Regions from separate parts of the Mus musculus genome. Here region 1 is linked to region 2. The links are chromatin contacts, called in public Hi-C maps. All regions are on one chromosome and are shown on one strand. The core of a region is the stretch at or near the end of the contact, and the rest is flanking DNA. Distances in the headings are between cores, read along the strand shown. Region 1 overlaps Zeb2 (zinc finger E-box binding homeobox 2). Region 2 overlaps Gm30374 (a long non-coding RNA gene).

What was found. A called contact is a pair of places that touch in the nucleus more often than the background predicts.
Region 1: a contact with region 2 is called in a Hi-C map of cortical neurons, with 4 times the contacts expected there. The contact joins two enhancer-like sites. A contact is called at or near these places in 15 of 484 Hi-C or Micro-C datasets (the HPC-7 cell line, cerebral cortex, cortical neurons and 8 more) and 6 of 115 datasets of contacts at active chromatin or transcription factors (craniofacial prominence, embryonic forebrain, embryonic hindbrain and 3 more).

What each region holds. Positions count from the first base shown.
Region 1 is chr2:45,100,803-45,104,940 of GRCm38.p6, forward strand. The region is part of intron 2 of Zeb2 (zinc finger E-box binding homeobox 2); the gene reads right to left. Among named protein-coding and RNA genes, the nearest start is that of Zeb2os, 8.3 kb to the right of the region's middle. Within about 2 kb of position 2,584, at least 50 of the 459 cell types and tissues checked have an H3K27ac peak or open chromatin away from gene starts, as enhancers often do. A contact at or near this core is called in cortical neurons, where this site is marked.
Region 2 is chr2:43,720,874-43,725,316 of GRCm38.p6, forward strand. The region is part of intron 4 of Gm30374 (a long non-coding RNA gene); the gene reads right to left. Among named protein-coding and RNA genes, the nearest start is that of Gm30374, 6.3 kb to the right of the region's middle. Within about 2 kb of position 2,043, at least 26 of the 459 cell types and tissues checked have an H3K27ac peak or open chromatin away from gene starts, as enhancers often do. A contact at or near this core is called in cortical neurons, where this site is marked.

The sequences.
Region 1 (4,138 bases), core at 1,334-3,833, 1.4 Mb after region 2:
AGGACGCAGGGTGTAACCCAAAGGGTGTACTGTATTTATAACTCCAGTTAAAAAATGCTGTCTCACCTAGAAGGGAAGTAGATCTGCGCTGTCAAATCACCAGGAGGCTGTGACAAAGGGAGCTTGCAGCCTGACACACGGTGTAACGACATAGCAAACACCTTTAATTCTGTCATGTCTCATACCCTTTACTTTCTCACACATTTATGGCTGCTCGAACGTTGACACCTACACGCTCTTTGAAACTAAAAAAGGCGATCTTATTTAAGCCCAAATGCAACACCTGTAAAGTTATTCTTGTGCCCAACAACAACAACAAAAAAAATAACCATTAACCCCTTCCTCATAAAAACCTCTCTGCTTGCTTTGGAAAGTCTCAAGCTGCTGCCCGAGGGCCTGACTCTGAGGTTCACATGACCTCTCTAGCTTTGACAGATAGGCAAGACCTTCCCACTGCCATGATGCTAGGACTGAGATAATGTAACTGTCCGATTGGCCTTTGCAGCTTTTCAAGTTGAAGCCCCTTTCTTCCTCACAAACTTCTGGTATCTCTCACAGTAAGGAGAGAGAGAGAGAGAGAGAGAGAGAGACCCCGACTGCTTCATCCCCTCTAGCAACCCAAGTCTAATATTTTAAAAGCTAGAAATGAAAATAGCTTTTCTAAAGATATTTCTTGGAATATTTAATGTGCTGTCTTGACTCGCCTTTCTCTATCTTTTTTTTTTCCTTGCCAATTATAAACCACCATTTGGAGGGCTTATGAGCAATGTAAGTCCACCTCATCTAATTAAACCACATTGTTTTAAAAGCTTGAACAGTTTTCATGTCTACAAGACTTGTCTGAATAATAAACTGCGAGAGCCAGGATTCTGAGTGTCTTTGGAGAGCCAGGATTTCATATGCTGACTGCAAAGGGCCAGGCACTCAAAGAGTTAACCCACATTGCTGGGTAGGTTAATATCACAGCTGCCTGGTACCTCACTTAACAAAAGCCTCCTTTTGCAAACAGACCCCCCCCCCCAGTGTCCAAAGGTGTTTACTGAAGTAAATCTGCCTAAATCCTTCATTGCTTGAGTCATGGGGGTGGATAGGAGAGTGGATAGGAGGGGTGGAAGGTGCGCAGCTAATCTCTGTTTGTAAATTCTGTAAATCTTCTGGGAAAATGGTGGTGAATTAGGAATCTGTGTCACATGTCATGTGCAATTCTTAATGTGTCCATTCCTGCTGCTCTCAGAAGTGACGTCTACCACATAGGTGTTGGAACAGCTACTCAATGCCCAAACAGTCCTCTCTTCTATTGCAAAGCTTGTATGTCTAAAGTTATGTGTGTGTGTGTGTGTGTGTGTGTGTGTGTGTGTGTGTGTGTGTACTGTATGTGATCTAATTGTTGAGGAAGAACTGTTAGTATCTTAAAAGTGGTTAGAAGGGGGCGGGGGAGGGGGGGGGGAGACAAGCCGGTTCTGTAGCAAGATAATATCCTGAAAAGTTGTCACAAGATGGACCTGCGATTGCTGTGGTCTTGTTCTGGTGTCTTCAACTGCATGCTACTTTTGCATGTTGAAAATGGAGGCAAATAACACAGGAAAAGCTGACAGGTCCGCCTACGAGGGTTTAAACAATCCCCAGCAAGAAGGAGCCCTTTAGGCATAAACTTTCTCTGTCAAGAAAAAACGTGAATACCACCAGCCCCTCCCTACAAATCCTGAAGCATCCAGTTTGAGATACAAAAAGGCTGTCATCTCACAAATGTTAAACATACTAAAAAAATCTGAAAAAAAAAGTACGGAGAAGGTGTGAAAGCGTGGCACTTTACAGCCCTCAAAGCTTTTTAAAATAGAACAACTTTTCCCCCTAAAATTCTTTTCAGAGATTTTTTTTTTCCTTTTTGGCTCATTTGAGAGTTTCTTTCTTGGCTTTTTTCCCCTTTCATTTGAAAATATGAATTATCATAAAAAGTCAGGGTTGGGGGGGGGGAATGGGAAAGTCTTTTCCAGTTTTCCTGTGGATTTTTTTTTTTTTCATCTGTGTTCAGGCATCAGGCCCCTGCAGCCAGACCAGGGCTGGGTCTCCAAGCCCGCCCCCTTCCCGCCCACCCTCCAGTGCCCCCACCTCCTAGGTCATATGATGAACAATCATAGTTATTAAGGCCAAATTGTAAGTAGCGTTCAGGAGTGGGAAGTCTGCACACCTGACCCCAAATCTAACAGGCGTCTGGGCTAGAATTCAATCTTAGACTTTTTACCTCAAGTGGAGCTGTGGCCACGAATAGTACAGACATGCCATCTTGTAACACTATATGCCTGTCAGGAGGGACAGGCAGGGTTGAGCATCAACTATATAAGGCTGGTAACTAGGGAAAGGCCCAACAAACAGCCACAAACACCTAAGTTACTTTACTCAACCACTACCCTCTGAGCCTCTCCCTCTCTCTCTCTCTCTCTCTCTCTCTCTGTCTCTGTCTCTCTCTCTCTCTCTCTCTCTCTCTTTTCATCTTGGCTTTCTGTGGCAGAATGCAAATGGAGCCTGCCGGCGGTGAAGGACTGAATTGTGATTAAGAAGAAGAAGAGCTCTTTCTTTGTTCTTCCCTCAGGGGATGTTTACTGGGAGAGACACAGAGGATCAGATATGAAAGGCATTCAGGTCAGCATTGATGTGAGCGAAAGTGAAATCATACCTAAGGCATTCAAAAGACCGCCGTGTCAGGGGTTCAGCTAACGGTGCAGCTACTGTGTATCTTCCCAGAGAGGCAAAAAAAAAAAAAAAAAAAAAAAAAAAAAAAAAAAAAGAAAAAAATCCTCCCACTGACTGGCCATTTCTTTTTTCCCTAATTTGCTACAAGATTATAAAAGCACCCCCCCCATTTACTTAGCACCACATGACACAACAGTTAGGATTTTTCTCTCCTCCAGGACCACACAGAAAATCAAACCAACTTCTAATCATTGTATTACATAAGTGAAACAGCAAGGCACTATCCGATCTGTGAAATATTTGTAAACAGGTGTACTCGTGTAGGTTACATAGATGTGTGATATACAGGGGAGAGTGAAGAAGAGAGAACTCCAGAAGACACATGCATGAATGACTTTTCCTGTCAGCACCTTGACAGGAAACACAACGCAACACACATGCACACACACACACACACACAGACACACACACACACACACACACACAGAGAGAGAGAGAGAGACAGAGAGAGAGAGAGACAGAGAGAGAGAGAGAACAGAACATCTTAAAATGAAATTATTTATTTTGTAATTACTGGTTACACTTTTCCTGAGAGCTTTAGCTCTGATACAACTGTCACCCGAGATAAAACTATCTAGCACACCGCTTATGAAGGCAAGGCTTTCTCCAGCCTGATGATTATTATTGTCCTTCTTTAAAAACTGCCTGATGAAGAAATCCTTGGATCTTACGTTTAAAAGTTTACACTCCCTACAGCCCAAACAGTCATTCAATAGGTTTTTTCCAAGTGGTAAGCTGATGATGTTGGCACAAACAGAGCTATATAAATATATACAAAATTCACAAATCACAGCAAACACACTAGCAACAAGGAGGTTCCTGGAGGTTCCAAGGCTCAAAGATTAAAAGAAAAATCACATTTCATCTTCTGGTTGCTTAAGAAGAAGGGGAACTGAAGACGTGGGGCTGCATTTCCTGGTCTCCAGTCATCCTTCCCTCTGCTCTGTGTTCTAGTCTTCAACATTCACATCTTGGTTAAAAAGCATATCTGGGCTTATGTTAACATCTGCTTTTGTGCTGACATTTTGTATATTTTCAACTAGTGTTTCTGCATCACAGATTTCCCTCCTTTATCTCTTTGCTCTAAAAAGAGAAGCAAAGAGCAATCAAAAAGGTGTCTGACTTGGCCATTCAGACAATTGCCCCCTTGTGGGAACGCAGGGGTGAATGGTACAGTGGACACCCAGGACCGTTGACGTTATAAACATGTAAATGAAACACATTAGCGCAGACAATCAATTGTCTGTGAGCACTGCAAACCTGCACTCCCTCTCTCTGTGACAGGCACAAAATAGTGTCTACCTTGGGAAGCCACAGTGCTGATGAAGAATAGGACAAAGAATCTCCTTTCACATAGAGAAAAAGCACCTTCAGAGCTTGGAAGAAC
Region 2 (4,443 bases), core at 793-3,292:
TGCGATGCAAAGGAGCTAGACTCTAGAATAAGTGAAAAGGAGAAAGGCACTCAGGTTCTACAGAACGGCACGGGTATGAGGACAGAGTTCTAACAAGGTACAGTAGACACAGTGACTATGAAGCACCCTCCAGTGACAGGGTGGTCTCCAGCCACTTATAAGTGCACACAGATGAGGTCAAGCCAGGGGATTTCTTTCCAAGTTTCTCAATAAAGGAAGGGTAGTAAAATTAGCTTATGACCCAATACTAGAGCATTAGTCAGTATTTCTATAAAGCATCATACCTCAGTGTGAAGGAAGATTCTCAGAGCTTGGGGGACGGGGGAGGTTGGCTGTCTCTCTAATCCATGGGTGCTCAGTCTATCATTTTCAAATGCAGTCTCGTGTTTAATTCCATTCTGACTTCTGGCTTAAGTTAAGGAGAGATTTGTTTGGTACATCTTCATTTTCTGGTTGAATTTGCTCCATTCACCAAGCTAATGGATTCCAGGGTTCTTGTTTCCACTTCCTGGTACTCAACTTTTGATTTGCCAGTGTCTCTTTGCTAAGCTTCTCTCTGTAAAAGGGAACACCCTCTGTCCTAAGTTGAGCACTGGCAGGAACTGATGGGGCCAGAAAACAGCTGAAGAAGACCTTGGCAAAAATATATCAAAATGTTTTGGCCTTTCTGTGCCTGGATGCCTGGATGGATAAGAGGCCATCACAGACCTGGAAAAATAAATGCTTCATGCCCCCCCCCCCCCCCCCCACACACACTTATTTTCCAAATCCACTGCAATATTTTCAGAACCCTGGACAAAAGACAAAGTAAAATCACTCAAACTGTGTTATTAATCAAAAGTTTCCAAACAAACTATGAACCCCAGCACAATTCTATTTGTTCACATAGCAACTCCTCTCCGCAGGACCTGGGTCACCTCATTGAAACATCGGTTCCTTCCGCAGCTTGGAGTGCAGGTGACCCTGGCTCTGTTATTGCTGTTCGGTTTCCATTTTGCTTTCTGTGACACAGTTCAAGATCTCCAATACTTCACCAAACCTACCCTGGGGGAAAAAATATCTCTCTTGAAGGGAACACACCCCTGGCAGCGTGCCTGCTCTGGATGGCCCCGTGGCTAGATGGATGGAGGGGTGATTTAAATGAAATCTCAAGCAGACACACGGATTCTTGGGGAGTAAATGTCCAAATATCCAGTTCTTGAAAGTGCCCACAGAGGCAAAAAGCCACAAAGGCCATGTCCCAAACAAACCACTGTTATGTTTTGTTTTTTTGTTTTTGTTTTTGTTTTGTTTTGTGTTTTTTATCAAGTCCCATCTATTAAGTCGCAATCCTCTCCCAATAGCCCATAAGATTAGGGTTGGTGACTTAACCCTCTTGCTCCCAATCCTTCCGCACAACCACATCCCTGAACGTCACAGCACTAAGGAGCAAGTATTGACCATAACTGGGGACAACTTCAAAGCCATTGAGAGATGGCACTGATCTTACACAAGAGTTAATGGAATTACACACGGAAACATTGGCAGACAAACAACACACATGTCCATCCATGGTCACTAATTCGTCTTAAAGCTTGAAAGCTAGTAATAGTAGTAGTAGTAGTAGTAGCAGTAGTAGTAGTAATTTATCCTGGTAACATTTGCTTAACCTGTGATCACTCAACTTAAACTCCCCTTAATTTCGGGACAGTATGATGCAAGAAGAGTGACTTCAAAAGATCATGGTCTTGTGTGTGTCCCGTCCATGAGTCTGGAGAATGGTCAGCTGCTGGTACTACCTGCTCACCTACACTGTTGATTAGGCTTAGCTGCTGCGTAAGGGCAATATCTACCTGTGCTTTTCCCAGGCAAACATCACCATATTTGGCCAATCTAGCCGAGCTAGGATAGCCAATAATCTACGGGGCCACATGACTGAGGCTTTTGAGAACTGCTGCCTCAACGTAGGACATTCTAGTTAGTTAAAACCCCAGAGAGGTCCCATCATTAGTATTTACGCTGATTCTTGTAATGGCCACAAGGTGGCGCCAAATCACAAAGAAAACTGACTGGAGCATGGCTGTTCTGGTGGATTTGCATATTTCGCTGCTGGGACATTTCTTTAGTCTCCCGATAGGCATCATTCCTCGATTTCCCAGATGCATTAACGTTTGCATCCGATCTTTCTTATCTTTGAAGGATTTTGTTCTAGAAATCAAGAAATCAATGAAACAGAGGGAGGGTTCGGAGACTGCAGATAATCTATAAAGCCATACAGTTAAGTCTAAGAGATGAGAGCAGACAGAGCTTGGAGTTAGGGGGACAGAAGGCCTGCACTGTGGCGGCACCTCCCTGCAGCTCCCTGTTCTGAAGAACTCTGGTATGACTTCACGTGTTCGTCTTTCTCACCACTGGATATCAGCTCTGTAGTCTCAAGTGTAACTCTGGGGCTACGTCCCTGAAGTATTAGGTGGCACCGTGAAGGTACCTGCAACTTATGCACTAGAAGGGCTTGTCAACATAGATTGGCACACACTACTGTTAACAATGAAGATCTAGTGACTGGAACAGCCTTGAGCCACACCCCCTTCCAATGAAGCACTTGGCTTCACTTCCACAAGCTGTGTGTGTGTGACTTCGTGCACACATATCGATACACCTACATGTCTATATGAATAGATTTGCATACACTAGACAAGCAGAGTTAGGTTCTCATTAATTATGCACGTTTTGGTTGCCTGTGGTTGACAATAGATTTTTTTTGTAATATTTGTGGATTTTCTGATCTGTAGCATAAAACAATTACATTATTTAAGAGGAATGTAAGCTCATTAATGCATCAGGAAGGTTAAATCTTACCTAATCTTTTATTCTGGGCACTCCCAGACAATGACCTCATCATTATCCCATCTTCTTATATAACAAGATCTGTGTTTTCTTTTGAGCTTTTCGATGGGCCCATCTAGAAGTGTCACATGTTAGGGCTCCAAAGACAAAAGCAAAATTGTCACTGTGGGACATTTGAAAAAGTTTTTTGGCTTATGTGCCTGGTATTTGGTGAGGGGCTCATACATGAAAGCAGGAAGCATGGCAACCATTTTGAGACCACGAGGGACAAGATGACAGGTTCCTAGCTAACTAAATCTTTGCAATTCTGAGTCCCAAAGTTCACTCTGTCAATGTTTGCCATAGCCCAAGTTTATATTTCTCTTTACACACACACACACACACACACACACACACACACACACACACACACAACCTTGCACATATGTCAAATCCCCTGGTACTTTGGATTTTCTTTTGTACAAGACATAGAATCCTACCTTCATTAGATAATAGCTGGAGCAGCCTCGCATGCTTTCCTTGAACTTGTCTACAAGTCTGTCTACACTTGGCACCCACTAAATATCACTGAAGCAATCTGGGCTGCTATTCTTCAATGTTCTCTGTTCTTTTAAAATTGAGCTTTAAATCATTATTTCGTTTGGACAACTCAAAACCGGAACTGAGCTATATACTTCACATGGGCTCAAAGGGGCTGCGGACACACTGTAACAGCAGACTGAAAAGGTGAAATAAAGAGAGAGAAAAATGAATGAAGTGATATAGACCATGGAAAGAAGAGGTAAAGAAGATGAGGAAGTAGAAGAGGAAGAGGAGGAGGAGAAGAAAGAAGAGAAGGAGGAGGAAGAGGAAGAGAAAAAGAAAAAAGAGGAGAAAGAGGAGGAGGAGGGAAAAGAGGAAGAGGAGGAGAAGGGAGAGGAGGAGGAGAAGGAAAAGGAGGAGTATAAGGGAGAGGAGGAGAAGGAGAAGGGAGAAGAGGAGGAAGAAGAAGAGGAGGAGGAGGAGGAGGAGGAGGAGGAGGAGGAGGAGGAGACAGCCTGAGATTCACACAGTGAATAAGGGGGTGAATGGGGAGAGTCATTATCAGTGCAGGCTCTGGACACTGGACAGGAGAAATGCAGAGTACAGAGGTATGGAGCAGCTGAGGGAACCCCTGTGTGTGTGCCGGCCTCCAGAGGGCAAATAAAAGCCACCGATTACAAAGATAGAAGCTCAGATAAAGTATGGCTTGACAGGTGGCAAGTTCTCAAGGAATATTTGCTGAAAGCAAATGATAGGATCACTGTGAAATAATCCTGTCAGTCTAATTAATCTCTGATAAGGAGGATGGGAGGGAGAATTGAAAACACCACACACAAGAGCAGCTTGCCTTTTATACGTCATCTGTAACTGTTTACTGATGACACCCTTCTTATAAAATACACTGCAATGCCGTGGCCACCCTGGAACACCTAGGTGGAGATTCTGATGGAGTCCAGAACCCTGTAGTGTTTTTAGAGTTAGTTTTCCTTTCGTATTTTTAATGTGTGTGGTACAATGTTACAAATATCTGATTCCTTACGGGGGGCTGAAAGGAAGGAGAGTAATGGGTGTCACAACAGAAGTGACTCCTGCGGT